2 separate regions of the Sus scrofa genome follow, and region 1 is linked to region 2. Evidence: chromatin contacts called from public Hi-C data. All regions are on one chromosome and are shown on one strand. The core of a region is the stretch at or near the end of the contact, and the rest is flanking DNA. Distances in the headings are between cores, read along the strand shown.

The links. Hi-C and Micro-C count contacts between places; a contact is called where the count stands out from the background.
Region 1: a contact with region 2 is called in a Hi-C map of liver, with 2.2 times the contacts expected there. The contact joins two enhancer-like sites. A contact is called at or near these places in 1 of 5 promoter capture datasets (liver), 8 of 47 Hi-C or Micro-C datasets (embryonic fibroblasts, fetal liver, heart right ventricle and 4 more) and 1 of 2 datasets of contacts at active chromatin or transcription factors (alveolar macrophages).

The regions. Positions count from the first base shown.
Region 1 is chr16:79,434,640-79,440,419 of Sscrofa11.1, reverse strand. No RefSeq gene overlaps it. Among named protein-coding and RNA genes, the nearest start is that of NKD2, 18 kb to the right of the region's middle. Within about 2 kb of position 2,114, at least 10 of the 83 cell types and tissues checked have an H3K27ac peak or open chromatin away from gene starts, as enhancers often do. A contact at or near this core is called in fetal liver and liver, where this site is marked.
Region 2 is chr16:79,316,459-79,322,519 of Sscrofa11.1, reverse strand. No RefSeq gene overlaps it. Among named protein-coding and RNA genes, the nearest start is that of SLC6A19, 8.6 kb to the right of the region's middle. Within about 2 kb of position 1,384, at least 11 of the 83 cell types and tissues checked have an H3K27ac peak or open chromatin away from gene starts, as enhancers often do. A contact at or near this core is called in fetal liver and liver, where this site is marked.

The sequences.
Region 1 (5,780 bases), core at 865-3,364, 120 kb before region 2:
GGTCCAGCTGGAGCTGCAGCTGCCCACCTACACCACAGCCACAGCCACATCAGAACTCAGCCTCCTCTGTGACCTACACCACAGCCACAGCAACGCCAGGTCCAAGCCTCGACTGCAATCCACACCACAGCTCACGGCAACACCGGATCCTTAACCCACTGAGCGAGGCCGGGGATCAAACCCACATCCTCATGGGTACTAGTTGAGTTTGTTAACCTCTGAGGCTCGCAGGGAGCTCCTGAAGACCTAATTACTGATCTTAGGAAATTAAAGAAGAGCAAATTAAGCCACTGAAAAGTGGTAGGAAAGACAGAAGACAGGCAAGGATGGAAGCTGAGCAAATAGAGACCTCCCGGTAAAGCACGGTTTTTAAAAGTCGGCTCTTTGGAAAGACTGAGCACACCGACAAAACCCTGGCAGAAGCCAACTGATGGAGAAAAAGCCCGAATTACTAATGCTGAAAATAGAAAGTGGTGCAGCTCCCTGGTGGCCTCGCTGTTAAGAATACGGCGCCGCCACTGCTGCGGCACAGGTGTGATCCCTGGCCCAGGAACTTCCACATGCCGTGGGAGCGGCCAAAGTTAAAGAATTAGCAAGTGAAAAATGACTTTCTATGGGACAGTTAAGGCCTGAAGAGAGTACTTTGTAACCCTTTTCTCCCGTTTGATTTGAAAACACAAAGGAAATGGATGAATTCCTCAATAAACACAAATTTCCAAAACTCAGGCAGGAAAAAAAGGAGGAATGGGAGTCACTTAAGGAGATGAAGCCGTCGGAGCTCCTGTCGTCGGGGCGCAGGGGAAACGAATCCGACTGGGATCCATGAAGTTGCGGGTACGATCCCTGGCCTCGCTCAGGGGTGTAGGTCGCAGATGGGGCTCGCACCCCTCTTGCTGTGGCTGTGGAGCAGTCCAGCAGCTGTAGCTCCAATTAGACCCCTAGCCTGGGGACCTCCATATGCCGTGGGTGTGGCCCTAAAAGGACAAAAGACAAAAAAAAAAATAAATAAATAAAAGGGAAATGAAGCTGTAATTACAACGCTCCTGCAGGAGCTCCCCCTGTGGCCCAGTGGGTTAGGAATCGACTGCAGCGGCTCCCATGTCCCTGCGGAGGGCAGCTCAGGTTCAAGGCTCGGGAGCCTGCGGCCGGCAGAGGGACGTTACTCCCTCAGGGCTGCCGGGGCCCTGACAGCAGGAGCCGGTTCCCGGACACCGTCGTCGGGGCCCCGCGCCTGGCAGGCACTGGGTAAGCGTGGGGAGAGGGCAGCTGAGCGGCCGCTTGGGCCCTGGCGGCTCGGGGCAGGTTGGCAGCCCCGCCGGCCTTTCTGCGGGTGGCGTCGCCCACGGCGAGGGTGACCCGCCAGAGGAGGGTCGCGGTGACAGTGAGTGCGTCCGTTTCCTCGAAGACGCGGTGGCCGCGCTGCCTCCGGGGTGGCCGAGGAGGGTCTCGGAGCAAGACGGGCACCTCCCGGACGCTGGTGAGACGGGAGACACGGGTCCGAGCGGCAGCGAAGGAGGTGGTTGAGACAGAAAGTCGGGGCCATGGTGGCATCAGAACCCCTGAGAGCTCAGGCCGTGGCTCAGCCGCCGGCCCGCGACCCCCGGGCCCGTTTCCACCTTGAGCGACGCGAGGCGCTGTGTCACCGAGACGCTGGCGGAGAATGACCCCCGGCCGGAGCTGGAGCGGAAGGGCCACGTCCCAGAAGGCCGGCCCTGTGGTCCGTTCTTGGCAGAGGCCGCGGCCTGAGGGCCTGGAACTTGGCGGCTTCTGACCCTTCTGGGCCACCAGGGTCGCGGGGAGAGACGCGCGCGAGTGTGTGTGGCTGTGTGTGCTCCGTCACTACAGGGCCCTCGTGCGGGGCCAGTTACTGATTCTCAGCAGGTCCGCAGGGCGCCCATCAAAAGCCGTCTTTGCGCATTGAACCCGCGGCTCGTCTTGCTGACCACCCCGTGTCTGGCTCTGCTCCCCGTGTCCCCGGCGCGGGAGGGGGCGCTCGGCCGCAGGGAGGCCCTGAGCTGACGCTGCTGGCAGGTGCCCAGCATGGAGAAGGGGCTGCTCTCAGAACCGCCGCACGGCAGACGTCCCGCAGCCTCCCCTCGAGGGACCGGTCCTCGCCGTCGGCGCCTGCGCACCCCTCGCTAGGACAGTGACCGCGGCCGCCCTCCGGGCACAGCTCCGCGCCGTGACTGCGGGGGGAGGGGGCCAGCCCTCGTTCCAAAGGGTTTCGCAAGCCGTTTCTCAACATCCGACTCGGAGCCACTGGTCGGGTTTCAAATCTGAACTGGAAACAGATTTGTTTTCTCTGCTTTGATGAGGTTCTGCTGTTTTTCAGGGCTTTGAAGTTTATTTATTGTCCTTAAATTGCATTCATTATTTTTGAAGTTTGTACTTGGGTTCACGACTTTAAGGCTTTGCGAAGGGCGTAGCATGTGCCCAGATTCAAATGACTCCACGGAACAGGTCCAACAGTCGCTTTAACTGGCAGCAGAATGTGGCACCCACTTGTTACAAACTTTCTCGCTATGGTTTAGAAGGAATTTAACTTCCCTGAAGTTGGAATTCGAACCCTCACCCGTGGCTGGACGTGTGGCGCGAGGAGAACGTTTGCTTCATAACTTGAAACAAGAACCTGCATCTTCACGTTGCCCCCACACGAGGGCACAGGACTGGTGGGACCCTGACGAGTGCCACACGGCCTTGGGGACCAGCCACAGCTCTGCGGTCCAGCCGGGGTTTGGGGGAGCACGGGATCCAGGACAGCAGTGATGAAGGCACCCCCCCCCGCAGACCCCCCCACCCGTGGGAGCTGGGGCAGAGCCCAGACCCCCGGCCCCGGGCCTCACAGAACAGCCAGCGTCCCCGACTCAATCCCCTGTCTTTCCTTCTTTGTCCCCCATCTCAGCCATTTCTGGGGCCCCCGTGGTGGGAGCACCTCCTCCAGGCTCTGGGGCTGCAGCAGTGAGGTGGGGTCCCGCCTTCAGAAGGGCCTTCCCCACAGGGACACGCCGAGCGCAGACCGTGGATCCAAGGAGGGCGCGGGTAAGGTGACCCCACCAGGCAGACAGGGCCTCCGACCCGGGGACGGAGCGGGAGGTGGCCCCAGGAAGCGGAAGGGGTCTGAGAGTCCAGGGATGGACAGGAGGGGCCTTCTCAGTCACCTCCGCCCAGGGCACTGGCCCTGCCCTGGCCCGGGGTCAGCCGCCTGGCCAGGCTGCCCGCTGGGAGTGTGTCTGTGCCTGCAGTGTCCACGCGGCAGCCGTGGAGGCAGAGGACAGGACGGGTGGTGCGTCCGGGTGCAACCTGAACTGAAACCCATGGTGCGGGACCAGGCCGTGGGCTCAGGCGGAGACCCCTGGCCTGGGGCTGGACGGCAGGGCGCGGGCTCTGTTTCTGCAGGGCAGCACGTGTTCATCTGTTAGTGGGGGCCTGCAGCTCAGTTCTACGGATCCCTTGGCCCCTTGGAGGCTGTGCGATGGGGGCACGGGAGGCTGTGGCCAGCGCCCAGGGCAGCGGATGGGGCCTGGAAGGGGGATCCGGTGGGGGCGTTGGAAGGAGAGCTGGGCACTGATGGCTCAGGGGAGGGACGGGACAGGATGAGCTGGGGTTTTGTCTGGAGCCCCTAGAGGAGGAGGTGCTGGCCGTGAGAGCGGGGACGAGCGATGGGGCTCACGCTGGGTGGGCTGCTGGAGGGAGGGGCGCCCAGGCTGGCACCCTGGAGAGGAGCCAAGGCTGTCTCGTGCCCAGGGACCAGGAGATGGCGCCTCTCCTGAGACACAGCCCGGGAGCCCAGTACAAAGCCCTGGGCGCCTGGACTCCGAGGCCGAGGCCAGGAGGAGTGGTCAGTGGGGGAAGGGACCTTGGAGGGGCATCCAGCGCACATGGGGGTGGGGGGGGGCGCCCAGCTTCGCAGAGATCGCTGACTTTCCAGCATTGCTGGGATTCCCATCTGCCCCAGCTTTCCTGTCATTTTTCTTTTTGCCTTTATTCCCATTGAGAGCAAAGGCGCGGCCAGACCAGGGCCTCTGGTCTCCACATCTCTCAGCACTACCGAGGGTTTTTGTTCTGGGGTCGTGGGCATATGTGTAGGTGTTTCTTTTCTTTGGTCTTAGTTTTTTCTTAAGACAACAATAAACCTTATAAAGATATAGTTTTAATCTTTCTTTTTTTTCCTCCTTGTATCTCTTGCAGTTTTTCTGGGTTTGTTTTCATTTTGAGGTTTCCTCCAAAAACTTTTCATTGTGGGTTTTGTTGGCAACCTTTTGAGCCTCGTAATAGTTTTATTGTGCCTTCAAAATAGTTTGTTCTTTCAATTATTGTGTACCTACTATTTCTACTTTCTTCTTTTTTTCAGGGTATTTTTTGCCCCAATTGCTAGTGTCTCCCCTTATTTTAAAAGGATATTTGTGGAGTTCTCGTTGTGGTGCAGTGGTTAACGAATCCGACTAGGAACCATGAGGTTGCGGGTTCGGTCCCTGCCCTTGCTCAGTGGGTTAACGATCCAGCGTTGCCGTGAGCTGTGGTGTAGGTTGCAGACACGGCTCGGATCCCGCGTTGCTGTGGCTCTGGCGTAGGCCGGCGGCTACAGCTCCGATTCGACCCCTAGCCTGGGAACCTCCATATGCCGCGGGTGCGGCCCAAGAAATAGCAACAACAACAACAACAACAACAACAACAACAACAAAAAGGGTATTTGTCATACTTACATCAAATAATTTGTCTGTCCTAACGCTTCTGCTTCAGATGTTATAAGCTCCCTCATTTGCGGCTTTTTGTTTGTGATTTTTCTAAACTTCTTGGGTGTTTAGATTCCTTGACTCAGAGCTTGACTCCCCCAGAAGGGAATTAAATGGACCTTGGAGGGAAATAAACCATCCAAAACCTCTATTTCCTTGCATGGCATCCGAAACACTCTCAAGGGGCGTTCCCTCCGTGGCTCGGGGCTTAACAAACCCAGCTAGGATCCATGAGGATGTGGGATCAATCCCTGGCCTGGCTCAGAGGGTGGAGGATCTGGTGTTGCCGTGAGCAGTGGCGTAGGTCGCAGATGCCGCTCAGATCCTGCACTGCCGTGGCTGTGATGCAGGCCGGCAGCTGTAGCACCAGTTCGACCCCTAGCCTGGGAAGCTCCGTATGTCTTGGGTGCAGGCCTAAAATAGCACAAAAAAACAAACAAAAAATACACTCAAAATTTCCAACCATACCAAAGGACCAAGTGGCCAAATACCATGAGACAGAAAGACAAGTAAACAAATTGAAGTTACCAGATAGAGATTTTATTTTATTTTTCTTTTTAGGGCTGCACCTGTGGCATATAGAAGTTTCCAGGCTAGGGGTCGAATTGGGGCTGCAGCTCTCACACTACACCACAGCCACAGCCATGTGGGATCTGAGCTGCATCTGTGACCCATGCCACAGCTTGAGGCAATGTTGCATCCTTAACCCACTGAGCGAGGCCAGGGACGGAACCCACATCCTCATGGACACTGTGTCGGGTTCTGAACCCACTGAGCGAATGGGAGCTCTAGCTATGGATTTTAAATAAACTGTTTTTAATCTTTCTCTGCTGATTTTTAGTGGTCAAATTAACTGTTAATATACACAGCAATATGACAAGATGAAAGATTTCACAGGAGTACTGAATTCATTTTTTAGTCAATGGAAATACTGGAACAAAAATCTACACTAATCAAAGCTAAGTACTTGAAAGGTGGATTTGGTGATGGGTTAGAGCTCAGAATAGTAAATTGGCAGAAAATATCAAAAAATAGCCTAAAACACCT
Region 2 (6,061 bases), core at 135-2,634:
CAGGGGCTCCGGCCCTCCGCCCCGCCTCCCAGGACAATGACCCCCACAAGGACAGCCCGGGCTCCTCTGAGCTTTTCCCACCAGGGCAGCTGGCTCAGAGCAGAGCCTCCTTTGAGAACCGCCCCCCCCAGTCAGGAGGAAATCCCATGCCCCCCCCCCTTCCTGACTCGACTGGTCCCTTTGCCCCTTCCCACCCTGCTCACCTGCCCGGGCACAATGGGGCGGGGGGTGGGGGGCCCACGTGCAAGGGGCTTGTCCTGTCAGCACTTGGGACAGGAGTGTGGGGCAGGGGGTCAGGGCCATCGGGGCCAAGGTGTGCGGGCCACCTGGGGTCCTCCTGGACTGTCCAGTCTTGCCCTTTGGGGGGCAGAGGCCCAGGGCCATCGGGCCAAGGTTTGCCGTTTTCCTGAGCTGAGGCCGGCAGGCAAGGCTGGGCTCTGAGCCGTGGCGACTTGGGGTCTGTGATGGGGCCAGGCCTCGTCCTGGGCCAAGGTGACCAGAGGGAAAGGACACAGGGCTGACCCCAGGCAGAGTCCCCGGGGCCAGGGAGAGCAGGCCACAGCTGTCCCTGCATTGGAGGGGGGGAGGGGACAGAGGCCGGGGGGGGCCTGGCTTGTTCCACCGGAGGTGGGGCGTTGTATAGAGATGGGGGCTGGGGCTGCTGACCCCAGAGTGAGGTGGTCCTACCTACTCAGGTGAGCTGAGCTTGTGGGGAAGGGGCTTCCCGGAGGCCACTCCTCTCCCAGCCCCATGGACTTCGGTGTGGGGGCCATCCTGCCCCCCAGCCACCCCTGAGCCTGCCCCTCCCCAGCCCAGCCCCGCCTCCTTCCTGCGACATTCGACCTCTGACCCGGCCGCTCCTCTGAAGACTCTGCCCCTCCCCGCCCTCCTGGACACTTTTGCCGGCCTCTCACGTGTTCGGCGCTGACTCAGGTACTGCCCACCTCTGTGACCTTTGCCCTCTGAACCTTGGCCACTGTCGAAGGCCACACCCGGCCCGTGTCCAGCCTGGAGTGCCTGGTCCCTGCACCAGTGCCTGCGGATCCCCCAGCCCAGCCTGGCCGATCCTGCAGCCCTGGGCCCCGCAGCTCTCACCTGTCCTCCTGCTCTAGAACCTTCTCCCAAGCACTACCTCCAAGGTTCCTGAGTCCACTCTGGGCGGCCCCATGTCCTGGTGGGGTTGGGGCCTCTCTGACCCGCAGGGGGGTCCCCAGAGCTTGGTGTCCTTCCCCGCTTCAGGCTCTCAACGACGCCCGCACCCCTGACATCCTGCCTGGCCGCCCCCGACCACCTGCGGAGGTTCAGGAATGGAGTCCAGATCCTGGAGCCCAGTCCCCGGGGGGTGGGGGGGGTGCTCCCCTGGCTCCGCCCTTCCTGGCCCCGCCCCTCCCCAGTGGGGCTGCAGGTGAGCTGAAGACACCTGAGCCTCAGCTCCTTTTCAGCACCCCCTTCCCGGCCGGGGCAGCACTTCTGAAGGAATTAACTTCCCTTTACATGAAATCTTACGAAACCAGCACAGTTTAAGTCCTGAAAACGGTCTGCTCAGGACTTCTTTCCCTTTCTTACTCCTTCCATTCGCTTCTCTCTTAAGACGCACTCCTGATGTCCAAGTCCCCGAAGGTGGCCCTCCAGTGGCTGCAGTGGGTCACCTCCCTCTCCTCCCACACCTGTGTGCCCGGCGGCTGCACCTCAGGTGGGGCTGGCACTTGGGGCGGGGTCTCCGCCGCCCACCCTCCCTCGTTCCTCTCGATGTCAACCCCAGGGCCTCTCAGGGTCCCGAGGGGTGCACCTGCAGACGCCACCCTTGCTGGGCTCCCGTGCTCCCTCCCAGGTGGGGTCTCCCTCCGCCCTGCCCCATCACTCCCCCGCTACAGCCAGCATTGACTCCGATCCAGGGACGCAGGGGCCCCCAGCCTGCCCGCACTGCTGGCCTGACCCCTGCCTGCCTCTCTCCCAACTCCCTTGGTCATCCTTGAAAGTGGGAGCCCCGGAGCTCCTCCCTCTTTTGCCCCCCCCCCCCCGTGGCCTGTGTCCAGTGGCACCTCGCGGAGCAGGTGCTAGGGAAGTGCCTAGTCTGGTCTGCTCCTGATGGGCCATCCACCCCTGCCACTGCGTTGAAGGCCATCAGTGACCACTCAGCCAGGTGGACCATGGGTGACAGAGCAGCACAAACGCCAGCCCCTTTGTTTGGCTGTGCTGGAGGCCTTGGGAGCAAGAGCCCAGGAAGAGCCGCTGTGGCCGCCGTCACCGCAGCCTCCCGCGGGATCATGCAGAAAGGGCTCCAGAATGGTTGGTGGTGGTGGACCCTGTATTTTGTTTTCACGATAAAAATGTTCCCCTAAACTGCATTCCCTTCCCAGCACCTGACTTGAGGTACAGCTGCACCAGCGCCCGCTCTGCCTGTCAAAGGCCAACAACACGCCTCCGGCCACAGCTGTCCCCGTAACGAGGACACCTGCTCCCGTGCAGCTGCTCCGGCCCAGGACTGGGCCTGGGCACAAAGGCACAACTGCCAGGCCTGGGCGCCCCTCCGTGCAGACCCCCTGCCCTGCTCCGCACACCTAAGTTCTCCTCAATAGTTACATAAGGAGCCGTCCTGGGGGTCCCAGCCCCCCTTCCCCACTAGGGAGGCAGAGCTCATTGCAAGGCCTGGGGAAGGGCTCTGAGCCTGGCGGGGGCGGGACTGGGATGCAGGAAGCGGCTGACTTGGGGAGGTGGCAGGTGCAGGGGCCTGAAGGCTCTGGAACTGGTCTGGGGTGAGCTAGGGAGAGGCAGGAAGAGAGTTGAGGGGCCAGAAGATGTGGGGACGAGGGACCTGACTGGGGAAGTGGGGGTGACCTGTGGGGTGTCTCGTGGGGACCCTCAAAAGGGCCACAGGTGTAAAGGTGGAGTCCCTGGCAGTCCTGCCCGCCCCGGCCCTGCCCACGCCCAAAGGGTTTCTCCGCAGGGCCTTTTGGAAAAGTACTGGCCTGGGGGCCGCTGAGAGGGCATTTCCTCAGGTTGATGGTTAATCCCCAGCGGCCTGAAAACAATTTGACCGGTTTCTGGGAATGCCTTGAGCAGGGCAGCTGGCGGCCCCTCTGCCCCTGCCCCTCTCAGGAACCCAGCCTTTGCTGGGGAGGGCGGCGCAGGCTGCCCCTCTGCTCCGAAGCCCTGGGGTCACGTGGAAGACGTGCCCCCCCATTGCACTCTCTCCAGACCGCGGACCCCTGCACTCATGATCTGCCCAGGTCTCCGCGCTGCAGAGGGCAGCGCGGAGACCTCATCTGCAGACGGAGGCTGTCCTTGACCCCAGTGCAGCCCCTACGAGAGGCCAGTGAAGTCCTTGCCCCGGGTGGGAGCACAGGCAGGTGGGGGCTGGCAGAGGGACCTGGGGCGCCCGCAGGGGTCCCTCTCCACCCGCAGCCTGGCAGGGCGTTCAGCTGCCTCATCTGTGCAGCAGGCAGTAGGGGGGCAGGCGGGGGCGGGGGTGCCGGGCCGAGGACCCGCCCACCCCATCTCCTCCCCTCTCCCCCCAACTTCCCACAACATCCTGTCGGAGTTTCATCTGAACAGAGGTCCAGGAGCTGGCTGAAGATGTGGCGCCCCCAGAGCGGCTGGAAATTCCTCCTGGAAATTCGGTCGGCAGCCTGTGGCTTCCCAGGGCTTGGTGGGGATCCCTGCCTGGTTCGCTGTGTCGTCTCAGAGTCCAGCCTGCCACAAGGCCACACAGGAAGGACTCCCCGCCCCTGTCTCAGCCCCCAATCCCGTGTGGCTTGTGCCCTCTCCGTTCCCCCCGGCCCCCCAGTTCTAGTGTCCTGCTGACCGATGTCCGTCCCCTCCGTGGGCCGTGGCCACTCGGCTCCTGAGCCACGCTCTGCAGCTCGCCCCCTTCTTCACACTGCTGCTTCAACAGCCATCCGGGCCTCTGACCATCCGGCCTGGCCTCCACTTCCAAGCCCCTTGTGCCTCCTACAGCGCCTGAGTCCAGCTTCTCTCCTCCTTGTGGCGCTGGTCCCGTCAAGTCAAGGGGTCCTCTGGCTGGGGTGTCCCGGAGACTCCCAAGTCCATGGGCGGCCATTCCACGCCTCACCCCATCCAGCGGCTGAGTCTCTCCCATGAGTCTGGGCCCCAGGGTTGAACCAAAGCTCAGAGGTTCTGCCCAGGCTGCTGGCTATGAGGGGAGGGAGGGGACTCGGGGGGAGCCCATTCCAGACCCGGACCTCGGGGCAGGGGTGCTGAGAGGAGGTGGGTCCGCAGGTGGCCCTGAGCCACCAATGTGAACCCCAAACCCATGAGGGGCCAGAAAACTGCCCAGGGCCCCCACTCCCCCAGAAAAAAGGGCATGGCAATTTGTAATTAAGGACATTAATCGAGGGAAACCCAGCTGAAATGGGGGGGGTGTAGGGAGGGGGCTCTCTTGCACCTGCCACCCTGGCACACACAGGGGCCGGTAGGAAGTGACTCCGGGAGCAAGAGCCTCTCCCTGCCTGGCAACAGCGCAGCCAGTGAAGAGCCCTGGTTTCCTCCAGTGGACCCCCAGCCCCCCTGCTCCCTAGAAAGTAGGCCTCTCCTTAGTCGTCCGGACCAGCCTCAGCCCCGGCTCACCAGGCTTGTGCCCCCTGCACCAGCCCCGGCTCATCAGGCTCGTGTGCCCAGGACCAGCCCCACCTCACCAGGCTCGTGTCCCCCGCACCAGCCCTGGCTCACCAGGCTTTTGCCCCCCGGACCAGCCCCGGCTTACCAGGCTTGTGCCCCCAGGACCAGCCCCGGCTCACCAGGCTGGTGCCCAGGACTCCGCCACTCTGCTGTTCCCAAGTAAGCCTGTTTTGCTGGTGAAGAGAACTGGGTTTTTATTGTTTATCTTAACATGGTACAAATCTACCAAAATAGCTAAGAGACATGAACAGTGTCAATCCAACCAGAACTCATGCAAACAGACACCACCAGACCCAGACCCAGGTCCCACTTAAACTGGCAAAGCGTGAGATGACGCCAGTGCTTCAGGAGGCGGGAGAAATGGATGCTCCTGGGCCAAGGCCTTTCCAGTTTTCATGTCCTTCAACCTAATTAACCACGTCTCGAAAAATCTGCCCCAGATGTTCCGGATGAGGGAGCAGGACTTCGAACAAAGATTTTTTTTTTTTTTTGTCTTTTTGCCATTTCTAGGGCCACACCCGCGGCATATGGAGGTTCCCAGGCCAGGGGTCGAATCGGAGCTGTAGCCACTGGCCTCCACCACAGCCTCAGCCACAGCAACGCAGGATCTGAGCCACGTCTGCAACCTACACCACAGCTCACGGCAACGGCGGATCCTGAACCCACGGAGCGAGGCCAGGGATCGAACCCTCAACCTCATGGTTCCTCATCGAATCCGTTCACCACTGCGCCACGACAGGAACTCCCTCGAACAAAGATTTTGATTGCAGCGATATTAAGAATGAAGTCTGGAGCAACAGAACTGCCCAATAACGTAAAAGCGGGTAATGCGGGTAGCGAGCATGTGAGTGCACCCCTAATGGGGACTAGTGGGCAGACGAGCTTTGCTCTGTGGAAAACACGACGTGTTGACTGGAAAATGCAAAAAGATACCATTATGAATATATATCAGAACATATATGTAATATGCGTGTCTACGCACATACACACTCACGCATGGCGGGAGAAAATGCTAAGTTGGCCTTTCTTCCAACCACCTATGGATGGTGAAATCAAGAATGCTTTTTTTTTTTTTGGTCTTTTTGTCTTTTTTTTTTTTTGCTATTTCTTGGGCCGCTCCTGCGGCATATGGAGGTTCCCAGGCTAGGGGTCGAATCGGAGCTGTAGCTGCCAGCCTACGCCAGAACCACAGCAACTCGGGACCCGAGCCGCATCTGCAACCTACACCACAGCTCACGGCAACGCCGGATTGTTAACCCACTGAGCAAGGGCAGGGACCAAACCCGCAACCCCATGGTTCCTAGTCGGATTCGTTAACCACTGCGCCACGATGGGAACTCCAGGTCTCTTTGTCTTTTTAGGGCGGCACCTACAGCCTATGGAGGTTCCCAGGCTAGGGGTCTAATCAGAGATACAGCTGCCG